4 separate regions of the Mus musculus genome follow, and all the other regions are linked to region 2. The links are chromatin contacts, called in public Hi-C and HiChIP or PLAC-seq maps. All regions are on one chromosome and are shown on one strand. Each heading gives the region's core, a stretch centred on a gene start, on an enhancer-like site or on the middle of the called end of the contact. The rest is flanking DNA. Distances are from core to core; before and after follow the strand shown. Region 1 holds the start of Coa8 (cytochrome c oxidase assembly factor 8). Region 2 has its middle 7.5 kb from the start of Gm40584. Region 3 holds the start of Ckb (creatine kinase, brain). Region 4 holds the start of Ppp1r13b (protein phosphatase 1, regulatory subunit 13B).

Region 1 (5,495 bases), core at 1,586-4,085, 830 kb after region 2:
ACTGTATACATGTGATGTACAGATATACACATAGGCAAAAAATTTATACACATAAACAAAACAAAACAAAACAAAACAATAAACAAAGAACAAACCCTCCAGCAGGGCATGGTAGTGCCTGCCATTAATTCTAGCAGTTGGGAGGCAGAGACAAGCAGATCTCTGTGAGTCTGAGGCCCTCCTGGTCTTTGGGAGAGAGTTACAGGACAGCCAGGATTACACAGAGAAACCCTGTCTCAAATCAAAAAACAAAACAAACAAAACAAAAGACCAAAACACCAGGATGGTCGCTGTGACTCAGTCCTGGAGGGGGTGGGGGAGGCAGAGGAGAGATTCAAGGTCATCCTCGGCTATACACAAAGTCCAAGACTAACCCCCAGCATGATTCGCCAAAGACAAAAAAAAAAAAAAAAAAAGGTGGGGGGGGGGAGAGCAATAAGTACAAAGAGACCAGAAATGAAGTTATGAAGGTTTGAAAAGTGGGTCTTCTTAAAGCAAGACTGGAGAGATAAAGAAAAATGTGCACAGTTAACTAGTAGAGGATTTATTTTATTGAAGAAGAAATAGTTTGCAATGTTCTTTTTAAGTTTTTACTTCTTTGTTTGGTTTGGTTTTCAAGATAGAGTTTCTCTGTGTAGCCAGATGAGGCTGGCCTCAAACTCAGAGATCTGCTCTGTCTCTCCCTTGAAGCACAAAGTTACCTTTAAGACGTGCTATTTACAAAGTTTCTTTGCAATACAGCAATCCGTCTTACAGCCATTTAATAACTCAGGAAACAAAGTAGCAACACAGAGGAAACAGCCCTGAGGCAGAACTGTTTTCTTTTGTGCCTCCCAATATTTACCATAATAGGTCATTTAGATCCTAAAAACCATAGCACAGGGAGTACAGAATTAGGCAAGCTCTGGCTGGTAGTCAGGCCCCCTAGCCACAGTCATTCCCTCTTCGACTCTCCAAGAGTTGAGCAGCACAGGCTTGCCCTGAGACTCCAAAAGGCTGAAGGGTTTACCCTGAGGATCCAGACCCCAGGTACCTTGTTTTGAGAGAGGGTCTCATCGTGTGTGTAACCCTGACCCCCCTGAAGCTGCAATGCTGACCAGCTTGCCTTTCCAGTTGAAGGCGGTGCCGCCAGGCCTCCAGCAAGACTCTTCCAAGACTGCGGGCTTCTTAGCCTTCTCCAGCATTAGTTCACCAGAAACGAAGGTCAGGCAAGATGGCTCAGAGGGGAAAGCGTTTCATAAGAAAGCCTGAGTTCCACCCCTGGCACCAACCATGGAAGGGATAAAGGCTCTCCAGAAAGCTGTCCTCTCAACTCTGCCGCAGGCATATCACACAAAATCATTGCAATTTTTAAAAAAGTAAAAATGAATGTTAAGGCAAACTCTGACCACGAGAAAGCTGCTGGGTGAGTTAAATTTTCCCCTCCCAAAGCATGTTCAGGCACCTGTTTCATCTTTTCTGCCCAAGGACTAGAGTTATATTTTCTAAAGACAGAAGTGAAGGCTTGTTTTTTTTCTTGTGCCAGGAAACTGAGCCAGAGGCCAGGGTCCTAAGGCAACAAATCTAAACTGGAGTAGTCAGAACTTCAAAGCTAAAAGTGTGCAAGGAGACACAGCATAGCAGAGATGAAAATTTTCACAGCAAGCACATTTTGCAATTCTTAATTTTCTCCATCTCTCTTCTCTCTCCTCATCCCTCCTTCCCTCTCTTCATTATTGCTTAAACCAAGCTCTCTAGTCTCTATCACTAGCTTAGTGGTCATTGAAGTGTTAGTAGCCACTGATTAATGTTTTACCTCCAGCCTTAGCGTTTTCATATGACTGATAGACTCTAAACCTAGGCCTTTTTTTTTTTTTCCCGAGACAGGGTTTCTCTGTGTAGCCCTGTCCTGGAACTCACTCTGTAGACCAGGCTAGCCTCAAACTCAGAAATCTGCCTGCCTCTGCCTCCCGAGTGCTGGGATTAAGGCGTGGGCCACCACGCCTGGCAACCTAGGCCTTCCTTAAGCAAAGCATTCTGTTGCAAAGAAGTGCAACTGAGGGCTGGTGAGATGGCTCAGTGGGTAAGGGCACCTGACTGCTCTTTGGAAGGTCCAGAGTTCAAATCCCAGCAACCACATGGTAGTTCACAGCCATCCGTAACGAGATGTGAACTCCCTTTTCTGGAGTGTCTGAAGGCAGCTACAGTGTACTTACATATAATAAATAAATAAATCTTAAAAAAAAAAAAAAAAGAAGTGCAACTGACTAAAAAAAAAAAGCTTTATTTAGTTTTATATATGTGAGTGCATTGTTACTGTCTTCGGTGTTCCTAACAGCTGAACCATCTCTCCAGCCCAGCAATTGTTTTTTTGAAAAAGGCTTCACGCCCATTCTTGCTGCAGACCTGCACTGTGGATCTCTGACATCGCGTGCACGTTTACAAACAATGCGAAGTCTACAGAAGTGGGATGATGAAGTCAGCCACGGCTTTAAGTCGAACACTAATCTTAACGATGCGAAAATGAGAAAGAACACCCTTCAAGAGCTGTGTTAATACAAATGGGAATTAACTCGGGGATAAGCAAGGCTCGCGCTCTCCACAGCGGATCCCGGGCAGTGATCATCAGTCCGTCGGAGAGGTGCAGGCGGCGTGGGTTTGCTCGGCGGCCTTCCTCCCTGCCAGCGCCCCCGGCGTCCCGCTTACCCGGCTGGACGCCGCATCCCTGTGATCCGTAGGGCGCTCACGGGCCAACCTAACGCCGCCGCCGCCGGAGAAGGACCGGCAGAGAAGCCGGCGAAGCGCTCTGCTTCCGGGCCGCAAAGCCGCCATGGCCCGCGCGTACGGCAGGATCGCGACAGTGGAAAGGTTGGCGTTACGGCGGCGTCGCAAAGCCCGAGCCGACGCGCGGCGAGGCCGACCGTGCGCATTCCCTGGGACGGACGCCGGGCGGCGGGGCCCGCGCGGGACGAGGAGAGGACAAGTTTTCCCCGGGCTCACTGCTGACGGGCCCGCTCTGCGAGGACGGCGACAACGCTGCGGAAGTGTAGGTGGCGGGGCGCGATGGCGCGTGCGGCCCAGGTGAGCGTGGGGCGAGGGCGCGAGCTCCGTTCTCCCGGCCTCGGGCGCTCCGCCGCCCTCGCTGCGCAGGCCCGCGCCCGCCGCGCGCCCATTGTGAGGTCAGGCGGCGGCGCGTCCGGCCGGGCCGAGACCCGGGAGCGGCCGCCGCGGCCAGTAGCTGCCGCCGCCTCCGCCGGCCCCTTCACCGGCTGCCCGGGTCAGACCTAGCCGGGAAGGGCGAGGGGGGATGCCGCTGGGGGCACCGCTGCGGTGCCGCTCCCCGTGAAGGGCCGATCTCCCACCTCGCAGCCCCCCGCGGCAGCCAAGACCGCCGCCGCCCAGACCTCCCGGGGTAAAAGCTCTGCGAGGGCCGGGCTTGGACCCTCCCGGGGACTGAGTTCTGTGGCCTGCCCGCCAGAAGTGAGCTGTTTGACAGAAACCTGAGAGCGTGGGAAATGCTCTAAGCGCACATACCGGGAGGCGAGTGACCGAGTTAATCGCAGTCGGCAGGTTTGGGCGGCGGGTATTTGAAGTCAGGGTGAGGATTTGGAAGTTTCGTAGCTCCTCTTTCAGAAAAGTAGAAAGTTAGCTAGCTGTCTGGACGAATGGTGCTCCTGTGAGTGTGGAAGAGCTACTGTTAACTTCCAAACTGGTTCCAGAGAGTAGATTAGGATGGGGGGGGGGGGGATCTAAGGAAATTGTGTTGCTAACCTGGTGGGTTGACTAGAATGGCAGTGTACGCAGCTCGCTCTCATGGTTTAAGACAGAATTCATAGGCCTAGACATCCACCCAGGCTGGATCATGAGGACCTTCTGTCTGTCGTTCAAATCCCTACCGTGTTCCCCTATTTCCGTTTTGCTTTGAATTCTTAGGGTCACCAAGTAGCCCATGGTGATCTTGAATTCGTAGTTCCCTTTCCTCTGTATCCCCGACGCTAGGATTGTAGGGATACACCAGCACACCGGTGAGCTTGCTTTGTTTTGTTCCTGTCCAGCTGTTTTCAGGAGAGGGAGTTGACATGTCACATCTTCCCTTTCCTCAAGCAACCTTTTACACCTTTGACGAAACCTTTTGTGTATTTTGGTGCATGCCCAGGTGCCAGAGTTTGGCCTCCCTGCCCGCCCACCATCATTTCCTTGGTGTCCTTTGACTTTGGCTTTTGAAGTGGGGCTTCCCATGGTCCTGAAGGTCCTCGGTTAGGCTAACCTGGGCTGGCCAGTGAATCACGAGATCCATCTATCGCCGTCTCCCCGGCACTGGCTTGCCTGGCTTTTCTGTTTTACTTCATGGGCGTTGGCGCTTCGCCTGCATGGATGTCTGTGCATCACTGTGTGCCTGGTGCCTCTGAAGACAGAAAGGGAATCAGATGCCCTGGGACTGGGGTTACCTGTGTGGTCATGCACTGTCATGTGAGTGCTGGTAATCAAACCCAGGTCCTCTAGCCAGCACCTTTAACCACTGAGCCCTCTCTCCAGCTCCGCCCCAGCTTTTTTTTTTCCACATGTGTTCTGGAATTCCAGCTTGGACACTTGATGAAAAATTATCTCCACAGCCCGAATGAGCCCTTTTAACAAGTGTACTAAGAAGGAGTGTTTAGAGTGGGTTCTTGTCCTGCAGAGACTAATACGTTATCATTCTTGCTATCTTTCAGTGCTTGTGAAACTGAACACAGAAGTATGGATATGGGAAACCAACACCCCTCCATTAGTAGGCTTCAGGAGATCCAGCGGGAAGTAAAGGCTATAGAGCCGCAAGTGGTCGGCTTCAGCGGCCTGTCGGATGACAAGAACTACAAGAGGCTGGAGAGGATTCTGACCAAACAACTTTTTGAAATTGACTCTGTGGATACGGAAGGAAAAGGAGATATCCAGCAAGCTAGGAAGCGGGCGGCACAGGAGACAGAACGTCTCCTCAAGGAGTTGGAGCAGAATGCCAACCACCCACACCGCATCGAAATCCAGAATATCTTTAAGGAGGCTCAGGCCCTTGTGAAAGACAAGATTGTGCCCTTTTACAGCGGAGGCAACTGTGTGACTGACGAGTTTGAGGAAGGCATCCAGGACATCATTCTGAGGCTGACGCACGTGAAGACCGGAGGGAAGGTCTCCTTGCGGAAAGCCAGGTACCGCACGCTCACCAAGATCTGCGCGGTACAGGAGGTTATTGAGGACTGTATGAAGAAGCAGCCGTCCCTGCCACTGTCTGAGGATGTGCATCCTTCAGTGGCCAAAATCAACTCTGTCATGTGCGAGGTGAACAAGGCCAGAGGGACGCTGATCGCACTTCTGATGGGCGTGGACAGTTCCGAGACTTGCAGGCACTTATCCTGCGTGCTGTCAGGACTGATTGCTGACTTAGATGCTCTAGATGTGTGTGGGCGTACAGAGATCAGAAATTATCGGAGGGAGGTGGTGGAAGATATCAACAAATTACTGAAATACCTAGACTTAGAAGA
Region 2 (5,479 bases), core at 2,897-5,396:
TTTAGAGAATTTCTCCCCGTGTGTCTAGCAGCTTTTCTCCATATGCTCTGGAGCAAAAGGTTAATAACTGTGATGTGGTCTCAGTGGATGTGTCTGTCTCACCCTGTCGGGGGCTCGGCCGAGGTCTCTGCTAAGCCTTGCATCTAATTTCTGAATTCAATTTCCTCCAAGATTGTGTGGAGTTTTGCTCCTTAAGGATTTTGGACAGCAAAAGCAACTGCCTGGCTTCTTAAGCCAGTGAAACGAAATTTGAAAAACAGAAAGCAACAAGGCCAGCAACATCCACATGAGGTCACCCTGGGGCCCGCACCACTCTTCTGCTCCAAGGCCAGCTGTCCCCTGAACCCCCCAGAGGCTCAGGCCTCCTCAGTACTCATCAGAACTTCCTGGGCTCCACCCCCAATCCTAGGAGGCCTGAGGCTTTTGATGCGACTCCATAGTTGGCTGCTGCTCCCACGAGCCAATGCTGGGTGGTCATGGGCACCCTGGGAGTCGCCTGCTTTGGGCTGGCCTTGAGGCGTCCCACAGATCAGGTGCTACTTGCTATTTAAAGAGAGCAGAGCAAACCATGTTCCTCTCCACGGGGGCTGCACCGAGTCATCTGAAAGCCAGACTGAGCTACAAAGGCTCAGAGGAGGGACAGCCACCCACTTGCCTGTTGGAGCTGGGACTTTGTTCTCCCTGTCTTCAGCTTGGGCCAACAGTGTTGGCTCTCCCGGCTCAGACACTGTGGATCTGATTGTTTCTGTTTCCCCAGAGAACACGACTTGACCCCTGCTCTGACCCCGGCTGCTACATACTCTAGAGCAAAAGACTCCGGTTATTTTGTGCTCTGAGCTGCCTTCCTCTCAGCACACCCTCCTTCTCTAGGGGTGGGGGCAGGGCAGGTGGTTGTGTGCATCACAATGTCTGTGTCTGTGTCTGTGTGTCTGTCTGTGAGGCCTTATTGCTGAATGAGAAGGGCACAGGTATCTGAAGCCCACACAACAGGGCACTTCTAAAGGAATAGAAGATATTTTACGTTCCATCGCTACCTCCCTACCCCAACCAAAAATCTCACCTTGTTCGATATCCATATTAAGTAGACAGCAATATTCCTTCGCGTCTGGCAGAACACCTTGTCTGGGGCCCTGGCTGCACTGTCGGTCAATCTTCCCTACAGACATCAAGAGCCACTGGAGGGAAGGTGAAGGGGTCCCACACTGCACCCTTTCCACCCTATCTGTCATGGGGTGGGGACTGGAACCTTCCCAGGGGCTGGGAGCAGATAAATAAAGTGAGGGGCCTTCCCCTATGCACGAGCCTCCTGCACCCAGAACTGTTGTCGATTTCCCACAAAGGTGAGAGACTGTCTTCAGCTTAGTAAGTAACAAGACACCATTAAACAGGAAAACTAGCCACTGTCAGAAATCAGTACCGGAGCCTCCCTTCCTATGGGGATCAGGTCTCTTCCTTGCTCCACAGGCCTCTAGAACAAGGTCTTCCTGGTCTAGCCCAGAGCACAAGGCCATCCTAGTCTGGCCCTTTCCGGCCTCAGTTCGAAGTACTTATCCTTTGGTCTTTGCCTTTGACATTGGAATTCTGTATGGGTGACCTGCCACCAGGCCATCATCCAATTAGGATGTCGTTTTCTGGAATGTTCACCAAGCCCTACCCATTAGTGTTGCTTTCTGTCCCCTTGAGGACTGAAGTTCATGGCCCCACCCACCCATGGCCCCACCCACACCCATGACCCCACCTACTACATGGTCCCCCCACATAGTCCCACCCACATCCATGCCCCCACCCACCCCTTGGCCCCACCCACACGTAGCCCCATCCACACCCACGGAGGGATAGTTACGCCCAGCTCAGGGCTGACATTTTAAACGAATGAGTGCGCTGGATCTGATGTCTGGTTCACAAAGCCGTTCTCAGGACAGTTGAAGCCTAGGTCCCCTTCTTTCCCAGAAACTACTACCAGCTCTGTGGCTAGTCTCACTGCCGGCTCTATTACTTCTCCAGAAACTGCCTAGGCCAATGCAGGGCTCCACTGGGCTCCCTGGGGCTTGAACTGCCTGGAATTCCACTGGCGGGATTTTTGTGAAGAATGTCACTGGAAGCAGACAGGGGTAGGGTGAGGGGTCACGTTAGCTGGTGGTAGCTAGTTCAGTAGGAAGCTGATCTAGTCCTGACCCCTTTTGGAGACCAACAGGGACGCAGAAGAGCCTGTGAGGTGGGTTGCTTTACATGAGGTGAGGGACCCTGGGGCCCATGGAGACTAAGGCTGGAGGTGCCTGTCCCTATGGTCAACCTGAGTCCATTGAACCTGCTGCACCACCTGGCCTGGTGGACCACAGTCATCCGGAATGAGGAGGGCACCTCAGAAATGACACTACTGAAGGGTGGTTCAAAGGGTTTCATGGGAGATCAGATCTGGTTGGCTGAGGCCATCTTTGGTTCGCAAGGAACAGGAAAGACAAGGCCAACACATGTCATCTCATGAATGGAACAGCCCCACTGATGTGACAGCATCTAAACTGGCAGATATAACTGGAACTGCAGAGGGCAGAATGTTGGGCTCTGTTCCCAACTCAGCTGACCAATTCATGTAACCCAGACCAGGAGGGAAACCAGGCCAGGGTAGTGAATATTTGTGAACCTAATGCAGAGATTTGCAAACCCGGGCCTGGTCTCCTAACCGACATCTTTCTACCTGGGAGCACACTAGCCACAAGGGGGCGCTCGAGCTCCACCAGTGCTCATGGCTGGCTCGGCCCTTTCAGTGATTCAGGGATTCCGTTTCTGAAGCCAGGCTGTGGCTCCAGAAGGCCCAGCAGACCCGGGAAGTCTTCCTGGGACTGAGGGCGTGGAGAATGGGTGACTGAGACTGGCTGGACCCTGCGACACCTCCGGTCGTGGAAATGGCTGTGTTATGCTAGAATAAGGGCCAAAGGGCAAGGGTGAGCCGAATGGGGACAGGGCGACACGAAGACTTCCCCAGTCTGGTGACTTCTCTCCCCGAAGCCTGTAGGCCTCCCCTCAGGAGCCAGGGAGCAAGGAGTGGGACCCATCTCAGGGACGGCTGAATAATGCATGGTACACAAACCGAGGCATCAACACTAAGTGAGGGGGAAGGGAAGGGAAACCCAGTCTGTGTTAATATTTATTAAACCCACAGCCCGTCATTCAAGAGCCTCATAAATATTAATTCCTAGTTAAACATTTATATGAACGAGATTGCTTCTCCTCCCCCTCAAAGAACCTGTTTGAAGCTGGTGGTTATGGTGGCCTTGGGGGAAGAGGGGGTCTCCAGGGAACGCTTGGGCTAAAACAAGTCTGCTGGCCTTCTCACGACTTTGCAGCCTCTGGCCCCAACCAGCGCCTGCTTTAGTCAGAACCTGTCTGTTTTCCACACCCAAGTGCCCTAATGGCTCCAGCTGACCTTCAGGTACCTGCCAAGACCTCCTGGTGAAGGCCCTCGTCTCAGGCTACAAAACCAGTATTTCTAACAATTAGCTCCTGCTTCTGTCCATCATGTACATGTAGCAAGGTTTAGTTGGCAGGGGATGGTGGGAATCTGGGAGAAGGGATCAGACGTGGTGCCAATGCCTGGACTCCTGGCAGCTTGTTCTCCAGCAGGCTGGGTGCCGGTCTCTGGGGTCAGAGCATCTTCAGGCTGTATTCCTGGCTGTCCCAGTCCCAGGGCCAGCAGTGTCTTTGTTCTGCTCACTTTGACTATTGCTGTGGCGGAGTGGTGACTGGGGGTCGCTAGGCCCCGATCTCTGTCATCACATGAATAGAACATGTCTGCCCCACGTTCCCCACCCCAGCCCTCTCACATTTTGTTAAAGCTCACTCAGCTGTAATCCAGCCGTAGCCAACTTGTAACATGGTATAGCATGGGGATCCAACTTCATTTTGTTCCACATCACAAGCTGCTTACCCGGCGACTGTGTCCCCCCTGATGTGCAGGGTCCCCTCTGACCTACATGAGCTCTCATGTGCCTGTTCAGAGTCAGTGTGCTCCTTGGTGGCACCTTGCCTGCTTTCTGTCATTTTATTTTTAGTTGCCATGGCTATGCAGCCTGTCTCCATCCTGGCAGAGCGTGCCCTTCCCCTGCCTTCTTTCCAATCAGCTTCCCCATTCAAGGGCTTTTTATTCTTCCTTGCAGGCTGAGAATAGGGTTGTCGAGTTTCCGAAAAGAGCCTTCAGGAACTGTGATTTGAATGACATTAACAGAGAGACTAATTTGGGGACAATTGTTGGCGGTGCTATCCAGAGCCCCCCCCCACTCCCCCACCCCCATGTCTGACCACTGCACCTTCTCCTTTTAGTTGCTCAGCTGAGTCCTTTCACAGGGCCTAGCCATTCTCTGGTAGCTTAATTCTCAGCTACTTAATTGCTTCAGCTGTTGTCGTGAACAGGCCTTATTTGCTGGCTGGGTCCTGCGGTGTGCAGGAATATTATTGATCTTTGTGGCTTTATCTTGTAGCTGTAGCCCGTTCCAGCAGTCTGCTGATCCGGTTACATTTCCTACCCAGGTGCCTTGTTATCCACAAGTCCTGGCAGCTTTATCTCTTCCTTTCCTGATCTTAAACCTCTTGTTACTTTTCTGTGACTTGCAGTGTTGCTCGGGACTTTCGGGCAGTGAGGCGATAAGGGATGCCTTTGTGTGACTTCTGGTCATGCAGAGATTGGAGCTGGGAGGTCTCTCGTGTCTGACATTTCCGGAGGGTTTGGAAGATGGGTCCCACCAGGGGAAAGAGAAGCCTTTCATTGCAGCAGCCTTCCGGGAGTTTGAGAAGTTCTGAATAGGCATTGAGGTTTACAGATCCCTTCCTGTGTCCACTGTGTCCACTGTGTCCACTGAGATACTCTCTGTGGCCACTCCCCCCAGCTCTGGGCATCTCTCACTCCTCTCTGATGGGCCCATTGCTATTACTCTTTAGCCACTTTGTTCAATGCTGTTGATTGGAAGGTGGCCTGTTGTTTTATGCACCTCTAAGAAAGAAAAAACACCGCCTATAAAACCCTGACGTGACTCTTGATCATACAGAAGCCCCACTTTATATTCAGCAAAGAACTGCTTTGGACTTATTTAATCATAGGTTTTTATCATAGCTCACGCTACACATACATAAAGAGGAAAATAAAAACAGGTTAAAGTGGGGCAACGGTGTCTGAACATGCAGAACCGCGATCCTCGGAAGTGGGTTCCAACTGGTGCTCCCAGGGCCCTTGCTTTTTCAGTAGACTCAGACCTAGTGCCACAGGAGAACACGCAGATTGCAGCGTTCACAAATAGATGAATCCCGTCTCTCAGGCTCCGTGCAGAGCTGCTGGCATCAGTCTGAAGGCACTGAAATTTCCTGATCTGACTGGAATCTTCCAGAAGGCTTATAGACAACTCCGGCGAAACACTTTCTCCAAATGGCACTTGGTGCCATGTCAGTAGGCCCTGGCTGTTTAGGCCCCTGGAGGTGCTGGGTCTGCTCG
Region 3 (4,835 bases), core at 2,009-4,508, 870 kb after region 2:
ACCCTAGGACCATCGGGGGATATCAGGACCTTCTGAGCCAGTACTTCTTTGTGTCTTTTCCTCTGTGTATCTGCAGAATGGGACAGTAGTCAAAGGTCACAGGAACCTGTGCCTGCACTGGGTGTGGTTTAGTGCTGGGATAATAGGCACCCTTGACTTCTGTTCCTCACCTCTACCAGAGTCCTGGTCTTGCTCTGGCAGGGAGATAAAAAGGGGTAAGGAAGGAGAAAAGGCTAAGCTGCAAATCCTGGAGACAAAGAGGAAGCCCTGAGCCCCCTACCCCCACCTCCAGCCTAGATAACAAGTTCGCTTCCTATTTCTAAAATAGAAACTTGAGCACTTGAGGCTAAGCAGAACCAGCTTCCCTGAAAGGGGTAGGGACTGGGTAGGCAGCTGCAGATATATCTGAGATGGGGAGAGGCTGCCGGGAGCACAGAATACAGGCTGAGGGCACACCTGCTGTCTAGCCAAAGACTAGGACTCCTGGAGCCCAGGCTGGCCTTGATTCTTAATCTTCCTGCCCCTCCCTTTTCCCTTTTTTTTTTTTTTTTTTGAGACAGGGTCTCTCTTTGTAACCCTGACTGCCCCAGAATGCACTATGTAGACTAGGCTGAACTTAATACACAGATATACATCTGCCTCTTCTTCCTGACTGCTGGAATACCTCCTTATGTGAGGTTTTTTTTTTTTTTAATTTATTTATTTTATATGTAAGTACACTGTAACTGTCTTCAGACATACCAGAAGAGGGCATCAGATCTCATTACGAATGATTGTGAGTCACCATGTGGTTGCTGGGATTTGAACTCAAGACCTTCAGAAGAGCAGTCGGAGCTCTTAACCACTGAGCTATCTCTCCAGCTCCCATGTGAGGTTGTTTTATTGGCTTACAAAATAGTGACTTGAGCCGGGCATGGTGGCGTACACTTTTAATCCCAGCACTCAGGAGGCAGAGGCAGGCGGATTTCTGAGTTCGAGGCCAGCCTGGTCTACAAAGTGAGTTCCAGGATAGCCAGGGCTATACTGAGAAACCCTGTCTTGAACCCCCCCCCCCAAGTGGCTTGACCTGGGCATAGTGGTTCAGTCCCATATTAGAACTTGGGATGCTGAGACAGAAAGAGCCTGGTTTATGGGATCTTGTCTCAAAACACAATAGGTTAAAGCTGGCCAAGGTGAGTGAAAAACAGGAGGAGTCTCTGTAGTAGCCCTGGGGACAGAACAGAGGTGACTTTTCAACTCTACCCAGGCAGAGGCAGGCAGGCAGTCTTTCTGCCCCGAGTTCTTCACTCCAGTCTTCTCCCCAGGCACCTGCACATTCTATCTCAGCCTGGAATTCCTGTCATACCTCACACAGTTCGCTCCTCCAGGCAGCCTGCCTCCACAGAAAGGCAGGGTCCCTGTGCCTCCTGTGCACTTTTTGTTGCACGTTCCTTGCATCTAGCACCTCATGTGTGGCTGGAGGCTCAGGGGGAGCAGTCTCCCTCAAAGCCATCTTCAGCTTCTTTTCCTCTGGGGCGTAAGTGTGCCATTAGTTCTCTGAAGCTAGGCTTTGGACTGCAATCCCTCAGAGCAGGATGGAGCATGCCTTTAAGTCCACAAGTGGATAAACAGAGGCAGGCAGAGCTCTGAGACCTGCTTGGTCTACAAAGTGAGTTCCAAGGCTAGAGAGAGAAACTGTCAAAGACAAATGACTGAAGATATTCTGTCAAACATGCAAGGATGAAGGCTTCTCTTGTTCTTGCTTTATTAGCCCAGGAGTGAGTGAGTGGCTGTGAGTGAACATTAAATATGAAAGCACAGATACTGATTTTTTTTTGAGACAGGGCTGTTCTGGACTCTCTTTTTAGAGGAAGGATCTGCCTGAGGGATCTCACAGAGATCTGCTTGTCTCTGCCTTCCTCGTGCTTGGATTGAAAGGGTGTGCTGCAGCTGGACGTGGTGGCCCATGCCTTTAATCCCAGCACTTGTGAGGCAGAGGCAGGCGAATTTCTGAGTTCGAGGCCAGCCTGGTCTACAGAGTGAGTTCCAGGACAGCCAGGGCTACACAGAGAAACCCTGTCTTAAACAAACAAACAAACCAAAAAAGAAAAAGAAAAAAAGAAAGGGTGTGCCGCCACGCAGGACCTCACCTCTCTATTTGTATCAACTGCACCATCTACCACACTTTTCTACCCACGACCATTCCCTAATGAGCATCAGATCGAATCCAAACTTTCTCCCTCTACACGTTTCCTGATCTGTTTGTAGAGAAGGGACACCGTCTTTCTGTAGGCTGCATTCCTAGAAGTGGGAATGCTAGGTCATAGAGCAATTTAAAAATTTTTTAACAAATACTGCCAAATTACTTTCCAGAAAAAGATGAAGCTGCTGGCAGCTGCAGCAGGCAAGGTGCGAACGCCTATCTTCACACATTCCAATTCACACCTGGCACTGGCTGTGGTCAAATTCCAGGTTTCCCCTGTGTGTGTGTGTGGGGGGGGGTGGCACGGGGAGAGAGACTGTTTCAATGTGTTGGATCTGATTAATGAGCTTAATTTTGACTGGTGCTTCCTCCACCCCCAGTTTGCCTGCCGGTGTTGGGGAGTTCTTTGTGGGTGCGGTGGTAGAAACCGGTCCCCCGAGAAAAGGGACAGGAGATGAGAATTTGGAGATTCAAAAACAGTCTCTAGGAACTAAATGTCTTGAATCTTTCAGGGTCTGGGTCCAAGGGTCTTGGCGGTGTTCCTTAGAGCCCGCCCAAGGTCAGAACACCCTGGGTGCTTCCGGGCGGGACCTCAGCCAGACTGCGCCTCTGGTGTTGCACCAAGAACACCCAGGAGATGCCCGCAGGCACCTTGAGGAAGGTCGGCGGCTCTGTGGCTCTTGAGGATATGGCCTGGATGCGGTGTTTGGATGCTGTACCCAATGTTAAAAACCTGGACTCTCACCATGACCCTCTCTACAACGCAGTCGGCCTGAGGAGACAGGGAAGGCAGGAGCCTCAAGTGCCATCTGGCTTCCCAGACTCAGTTTCCTGCCCCCGGCAGTGTGTGTGAAGCAGGTCTAGGATATCTATGGCTCTGGGGTTTCGTCTTAGGGATCCTGTGCGAGCACCACCGGGGTGGCCAAACTGCGCAGCGGGGTCGAGACTTGGGGACCGCTAGGGTGGGCCGCTGGGGGTGTCAAGGGCTGCTGCCTCGGACAAAGCGGCGGCACCACCCCAAAGCGCGGACCAATGGAATGAATGGGCTATAAATAGCCGCCAATGGGAGGCCGGCGACGCGCCCCTTAAGAGCTCAGGGAGCAGCGAGCAGCCGTCGTTCTTCTGCGCTGCGCCAGGAGCTGCAAGCACAGGCATCCATCGCCCCTGCTTCGTCCGGCATCCCGGTGAGCGGGTCCAAGGGCCAGGGGTATAGTCCTGCGGGGCTCTACGCTGTGGGGTGCGGGACCGGGGCATCACGCGCAGCCTCGCTGCCGGGAGCGCTCATCGGACCCGCCCGGGAACTTGGGATGCGCTGGACTCTGACGATGCAGACCTCGCTGACCTTGGTGGCGTCCAGGGAAAGTCTCGGGGGTCCCAAGTGGTTTGCAGGTCCCTGGCGGCCGGTGTTTAAATCTCCTCTGACCCCGCTCTTCCCTGCAGCCCGCTGCCGCCGCCATGCCCTTCTCCAACAGCCATAATACGCAGAAGCTGCGCTTCCCGGCCGAGGATGAGTTCCCTGATCTGAGCAGCCACAACAACCATATGGCCAAGGTGCTGACCCCGGAGCTGTACGCCGAGCTCCGTGCCAAGTGCACGCCGAGCGGCTTTACTTTGGACGACGCCATTCAGACTGGCGTAGACAATCCGGGTATGCACACCCCTGTAGCGTCAGGCTTCCGCCTCCCCAAGAAGCCCCCCGGGCAAGGATCCCACTGCTCTTCCCTGAACCTTCGGTGGGCTGGGGTCCCCTGTTCCCCTCTCCGCGCTTAGCCTTAAGAGCCTCGGCTTGCTCCTGCCTGACGGTGACGTCACTGTCGCCGCGCCCCTCCTCCAGGCCACCCGTACATCATGACTGTGGGTGCAGTGGCGGGCGACGAGGAGAGTTACGACGTATTCAAGGACCTCTTCGACCCCATTATTGAGGAGCGGCACGGCGGCTACCAGCCCAGTGATGAGCACAAGACCGACCTCAACCCAGACAACCTGCAGGTGCGGGGAATCAGGGTCCGGGCGTGCTGGGGAGAGGGGTCTCGGCGCTCACTCTAGCCACCACCTTGTATTCCCAGGGTGGCGATGACCTGGACCCCAACTACGTGCTGAGCTCGCGAGTGCGCACAGGCCGCAGCATCCGCGGCTTCTGTCTCCCCCCGCACTGCAGCCGCGGGGAGCGCCGCGCCATCGAGAAGCTGGCAGTAGAAGGTAGGGGTCGGGTAACAGCCTCCAGAGCTGCTGCGCTCTTCTCTGCGCGCGCGTTCCCACTGGGGACTGAGGGTCGAAGACCCACCTTCGCCCGCGGGGACACACTGCTGCAGGCGGGGCGGCGGGCTTGCTCGCCCGCCCACCCTGTCCTTGAACTCTGCACTCCGCAGCTCTGTCCAGCCTAGATGGCGACCTGTCTGGCAGGTACTACGCGCTCAAGAGCATGACTGAGGCGGAGCAGCAGCAGCTCATTGACGACCACTTCCTCTTCGATAAGCCTGTGTCGCCTCTGCTGCTGGCCTCCGGCATGGCCCGGGACTGGCCGGATGCTCGTGGCATATGGTACGAGCCCCCCCCCCCCCCCAGTCCCTAGAAGGTGGGGCCTGCCCTGAATTCCTAGTTTGTGCAGTGCCTCCCTCCGCCCAGGTGACCTTGGTTCTGCGGATGACTGTGG
Region 4 (5,032 bases), core at 416-2,915, 630 kb after region 2:
CTTCTGCTTCAGATGGGAAATGCAAGGCTCAGAGAAACATTATGAGCTGCCTGAGACCTCGCAGGAAATGAAGCAGAGCTGGAACTGGGACCCAGGTCTCTTGACATCTGATTGAAACCACTCAATCCTGTTCCCAGAAAGGGTGTGTCACTGACCATTCATGGTCCACATGTATTCAGTCTTAAAACCCTAGGGACATTTTTACACCAAACCTGCTTGCTAACGATAACGTAACTACAGAATTCACAGGGCAGCTGGCACGTGTCACAAACTGCTCGAAGTATTCATACATCACACCTGAGAGAGAGGTACTATTATCCTACCACATCCTATGACAGATATGAGCTCGCTGAAGATCACACAGCGAGGGTGTGTCAGCAGTGGTGTGGAACCAAGTCTGTTCAACTGGAAAGTCCACGCTCTCAATCACTAACCCCCATGGCCTCTTAAGCTCAGGTGTGGCTGCCCATAAGGGGGCTGGTGTAACTCTGGCCTCCTCCCTCTCTCTGCCCCGACTTAGCAGCAGCCTCCCGCCACTCAGAGAACCAGACAGGCTATAAACTGCCCCTGATCAACATCTGCTGCCCTCTCCAGGGGTTGGGTACTTCCCAAGGTGATCTACCCTTTCTGTGTTTGGGGTCATCCAGCTGTCTTCATGTTTCTGGAATCTCATGGAAGTTTAAGCCCGGTGCAGCTCATCAGCCGTTGTGTCTCATCTGTCAGAGTTCAGGCAAATGGCACAATGTGGAGTACTCAGAAAGGGTGCCTGCCCACCCGGCAGCCTCTGCTGAGGGTCTGCTCTGGGGCCTGCTCTACCCTCTGTCACTCAGGCTCCCTAGTTGGAGGGAAAAATGACACAGGAGACAGCATTCTAAGGACAGACCTGGACCCTGAAGGTACAGATTGGACTCTGCCCTGGGACGTTCCAGCTGGATCTCCAAGGATACTGACACAGGTGGGGATGGGTCCTTCGGTCTTGGGATGGATCGTGTGAAGGGCTGAGGCTGAGAGCCTGTATGTCCTGTCCAGGAAGGCTTCAATGGCTCAGCCCGCGGTGGAAGCGGGGGCAGAGTCCCAGGTCTCTGGGGCCCGGGACACTGAGCGGTATGCAATCGGCTGATGCAGACACATCGGGGACACCCTGTGCCCGCCTGATAGGATCCGGCCTGTAGCCTCGCATAGCGCTGGACACCTAGGGTATATGTTACGGTCAGAGTTGGTCTGTGGCCAGCTCGCCACTGGCCTCTCGGACCTGAGAGGTTCGAGTCTCCACCGGTCGCGACTGTGGGCCGGACCCAGCCGCCCTTTCCTCTCTGTCCTTTGCTTCCTATTCGTCCGAGGTGACCCTGAGCCGAAGTCTCGCAGACACAAGGTTCGGAGGTCCCTGGGCGCCCCAACGCCCCCTTTGCTGGTATGCAGGAGGAGGGGCGGGGTCGGCGTCCGCAGCGCGCCCCTCCCCCGCCGCCGAGAGCGCAGACGCGCACGAGCGCGCTCTCACCTGGCCGCGGCGGAGAAGCCCCGCCCTCTTATCCCGCCTACCCCCACCGGACCAATCATAGGTGGCGTAGGCGGGTGGGGGAGCGACGCGTGGGGCGGGGCCTCCGCAGCCTGCGGGGTGAGCCGAGTGGGTGGCGGAAGGCGGCCGGCTTCGGCAGAGGCGGTGGCGGCGGCTGAGGGACGGCGACGCGGCACGCGGGGCGGCGCGACAGGACGAGCGAGGGCTGCGCGGCTCTCCGCAGCTGCCGCCTCGCCGCAGCCGGGCCGCAGGGCGCCGCAGCGGGTGCGAGGCCTGTGAGGCGGCCGGAGCGGCGTCCTGTCAGGCGGCGCGGGCGCGGCGGACGGCGCCGCGATGATGCCGGTGGGTGCGGGCGGCGGCGCCTCGTTCCCCGGCCCCCGCGCGAGGCGGGCCCGGCAGGGAGGAAGCGGCGGGCGGGCGTGCAGGGCGAGCGAGCGCAGGGGCAGGTGGGGGCGGCGGCTGTCAGCGGGCGGGCGAGAGAGCGAGCGTGGGCGGGGTCGCCGACAGGGCGAGCGGCCTCCGCAGGGCTGCGGGCTGCGCGGGGCTGCGGCGTGTACGGCCCCTCCCGGCCAGCGACCGGTGCCTCGATTTCCTCGGCGAGGGCACCCGGGTGCGGTGTTCGCACGCTCGGAATATGTGTTTCCCCTGCACTGGGAGGAACGCATGCCGTGCGTGGATTCAGAGAGCCATCTTAGGAATCCCCTTGCCGAGGCTTCTCCGTGGGTACATTTGCTCCACCTGGCGTGATGTCCCTATGTCCTTAAGGTTGAGCCGGTTGTGTGTCACTCGAGCCTTTGTCCTGCTCTTAAGGATGCTTTTGGCCAGGAAGACCTTCGTTTTGGGGGTTGCCACCTTCTTTGCCTTTTCCTTTACCTGCGTGCGGTACAAGCAGCAGTGGATGCTGAATTCTCTCCTTTTTTAAATAGGCTTTTTGTGAAGTGTATACGTCGTAATTAATGGGAAAAAACGTGACATAGATTGTACCCAGTTGGGCGTGTTGTTTTTAGAGTGTCTATTGAGTAAAAAAATCTCAGACTAATAAAATAACACACAATCTATTTTTTTTTTTTTGTTCGCTTGTTTTAGAAGTGCTGGGGGTCAAACCTGGGCTTTGCAGGACTAGGCCAGTGTTTCTATCACTGAGTTTATATATCCCAGATCCACAGAAAAAAAAAATTGAAGCCTACGTGGAAAGATCACGTTTCAGAGGGGAAATATGTCTCTGCATTTTTACTTGAATACTGTCGTTCTGCTATGCTGCACCCAAGCTCATTAGTTTACAAACCACCACCCCTTCAAATAATTTCCTGTTTCTTGATAATCTCTTCTCCCTCCTTTTGAACTGATTCCAACCCCTGGTGTTGGTGGAGTTTTAAGATTTAACCTACTTGATCCTTAAATCCTTTGGTGTTAGGCTTGTTGAATGCTAAGCATGTTTTTAAACGATTGCCTTGTAATGGAAAGAGCACTAAGTGGGCGTCAGAAGAGCTGGGGTCAAATAATTGTTCTGGTACCTCTTCATATTGTGTCCTTGACAGAGTTGAGACTGAATTCCCTCTAAAATAGGGATAAGAACATATCAGTATTTGAAGTACCATCATGAAGATCAGTCAGGACGCTTTTCAGAATTGTTGAGCAGAATGCCATACCACATTTTAAATATAGCTTTGGGGTTTCAGTTTGAGATTCTAATCTTTACAAGATACACTTTATTTCTTCCCTTTTCTTACTGGCTCCATGTTGAAAAGGTATTGTGGTGTTTTGGAACGTTGCAGTTAAGTCCTGGTAGTTGCGGTGATAATGCAGTCACACTACAGTAATATTGAAGATTATCAAATGTTTGGCAGGTTTTATCCCTCATTGTGTAGTGTTTAATTATAAATGCTCTGTTAGGAAACTTGTATTACTTTTCCATGTGTTAGCGCAGACATTTTTACTTCTATCCATGCCGTTGAAGGATAACAAATTTTGTTTTTAAAATGTTTAGTCTGAAAATGGGATGTTTACTTTAAAAACTCAAATAGTGCTTTTTAAAGCTGATCTTATATTAGTTTAACACTGCTTTTTTTTTAAAGATACTTTGAGAAACCGATGGTGTTTTTCTTAATCCCTTTTTGTGTTTTATTTTTGTATTTTCTTCTTTATCTCTAAAGATACTACTTGTATGGTTGAGTCCTTCCTCTGTTAACACAGGTTGGAGGTACTTGTAAATTTAATACAACTTTTAACAACACATCTTTCCTTCTTCATAATATCTTATACCATGTATCCAAAGTGTAAATGTGATTTTTCTGGCTTTATTGTATATTTGGTGTTGATCATCACAGTGAATCATCAAAGGAAGACTGGTTCTTATGCTGTGGTTGTTCAAAGCAGTAGGACTGTCAGAATTTAATAACATTAGGATCAAATGCAATATAAAATACCTTAGGTACTATAAAAGTAAACAAAGCCAAGTAGTTCTCTACATACCTTTTTGTTAGCTGTGCTTATCTGAATTATACTTTTTAAATTACATGTATTTGTTGTATGTGCACAGTACCCACCATTAAGTATGCAGATCAGAAGATAACTTATAGAGGAAGGCTCTCCCCTTCCACCGGGTGGGTCTCTGGGATCAAACTCAGGTTGTCAGGTTTGATAGCAGTGCCTTCACCCACTGGGCCATTTCCTCACTGTGAGGTCACCTGAACTATAATTATAAAAAGTGATCCCTTAAGTCATCAATGTGATGGTGGACTGTTTTGTTGTTGTTTTTCAAGATACGGCTTTTTTGTGTAGCCTCTGCTATCCTTTATAGATTAGGCTAGCCTCTAACTCAGAGACCTGCCTATCTCTGCCTCTCGAGTGACTATTTTTTAAAACTAAACTTTGTGTGAATACTTTGAAAGTATACATTTACAGCATTCTTCAGGTGGATTGGTACCCTTCAAGTGTTCATTGTCCCATGTAGGTAGATAGGCTACCAGGTATATTTGAGACTTAGTGGTATGTAGTGTTGGTCTGTGGTGACTTTTAACTGGTAAGATGGTTGTGTACTGCACCAGATCTCAGCTCCTGAAAATCAATGAAGAGTGGCCAAGTTCCCATCTGACAAAGTCTTTGTAAAAGACATCTGCCTGCTTGTTACTTAAAGTCCCAAGACTTTGGGCCTTTAATCCCTGCACTTGGAAGGTGGAAGTAGAGAACCTCTGTGAGTTCAAGGCAAAACTAGCCTACAGAGTGAGTTCTAGGACAGCCAGAGCTACAGCAAGAGAACTTGTGTCAGAAAATAAAACAAAAAAAGTTCTGTGACTTTCTACTTTTTTTTTTTTTTGTGGTTTTTGCTTTGAGACAAAACCTCACCATGTCACCTTGGCTGGCCTAGAACTTACTTTGTAGACAAGGGTAGCCACAAACTCAGGGATTAACTTGCTTCTGAACGCTGGGATTGAAGATGTGCACCACCACACCAGCAACTTCCTACTTTTAAAGATGGGTTTTGAAAATTACCCTTATAAACAGGATTATATTATG

Evidence for each region. A called contact is a pair of places that touch in the nucleus more often than the background predicts. HiChIP or PLAC-seq counts read pairs in DNA pulled down with a chosen protein or histone mark.
Region 1: a contact with region 2 is called in an H3K4me3 HiChIP or PLAC-seq map of forebrain, with 5 times the contacts expected there. The contact joins the promoter of Coa8 here to the enhancer-like site in region 2. A contact is called at or near these places in 4 of 115 datasets of contacts at active chromatin or transcription factors (astrocytes, embryonic stem cells, forebrain and 1 more) and 1 of 9 other capture datasets (liver).
Region 3: an H3K4me3 HiChIP or PLAC-seq map of embryonic forebrain shows a contact between it and region 2, with 3 times the contacts expected there. The contact joins the promoter of Ckb here to the enhancer-like site in region 2. A contact is called at or near these places in 3 of 39 promoter capture datasets (embryonic stem cells, frontonasal cranial neural crest and pre-B cells), 4 of 484 Hi-C or Micro-C datasets (the G1E-ER4 cell line and cortical neurons) and 5 of 115 datasets of contacts at active chromatin or transcription factors (T-cell acute lymphoblastic leukemia, embryonic forebrain, embryonic stem cells and 2 more).
Region 4: a Hi-C map of cerebral cortex shows a contact between it and region 2, with 2.9 times the contacts expected there. The contact joins the promoter of Ppp1r13b here to the enhancer-like site in region 2. A contact is called at or near these places in 2 of 39 promoter capture datasets (embryonic stem cells and neural stem cells), 1 of 15 datasets of contacts at CTCF or cohesin (embryonic stem cells), 1 of 484 Hi-C or Micro-C datasets (cerebral cortex), 3 of 115 datasets of contacts at active chromatin or transcription factors (astrocytes and embryonic stem cells) and 1 of 9 other capture datasets (embryonic stem cells).

Annotation. Positions count from the first base shown.
Region 1 is chr12:111,710,609-111,716,103 of GRCm38.p6, reverse strand. It overlaps Coa8 (cytochrome c oxidase assembly factor 8), which reads right to left and starts at 2,835. Exons shown (of 5, transcript NM_026511.2): 1 at 2,686-2,835. The coding sequence starts at 2,811. Bag5 (BCL2-associated athanogene 5) reads left to right here and starts at 2,848. Exons shown (of 2, transcript NM_027404.2): 1 at 2,848-3,060; 2 at 4,692-5,495. The coding sequence starts at 4,717.
Region 2 is chr12:112,540,383-112,545,861 of GRCm38.p6, reverse strand. No RefSeq gene overlaps it. Among named protein-coding and RNA genes, the nearest start is that of Gm40584, 7.5 kb to the right of the region's middle. Within about 2 kb of position 4,146, at least 36 of the 459 cell types and tissues checked have an H3K27ac peak or open chromatin away from gene starts, as enhancers often do. A contact at or near this core is called in cerebral cortex, cortical neurons, embryonic forebrain and 1 more, where this site is marked.
Region 3 is chr12:111,670,761-111,675,595 of GRCm38.p6, reverse strand. It overlaps Ckb (creatine kinase, brain), which reads left to right and starts at 3,258. Exons shown (of 8, transcript NM_021273.4): 1 at 3,258-3,366; 2 at 3,623-3,830; 3 at 4,017-4,171; 4 at 4,249-4,381; 5 at 4,552-4,723. The coding sequence starts at 3,638.
Region 4 is chr12:111,904,688-111,909,719 of GRCm38.p6, reverse strand. Ppp1r13b (protein phosphatase 1, regulatory subunit 13B) reads left to right here and starts at 1,665. Exons shown (of 17, transcript NM_011625.1): 1 at 1,665-1,858. The coding sequence starts at 1,850.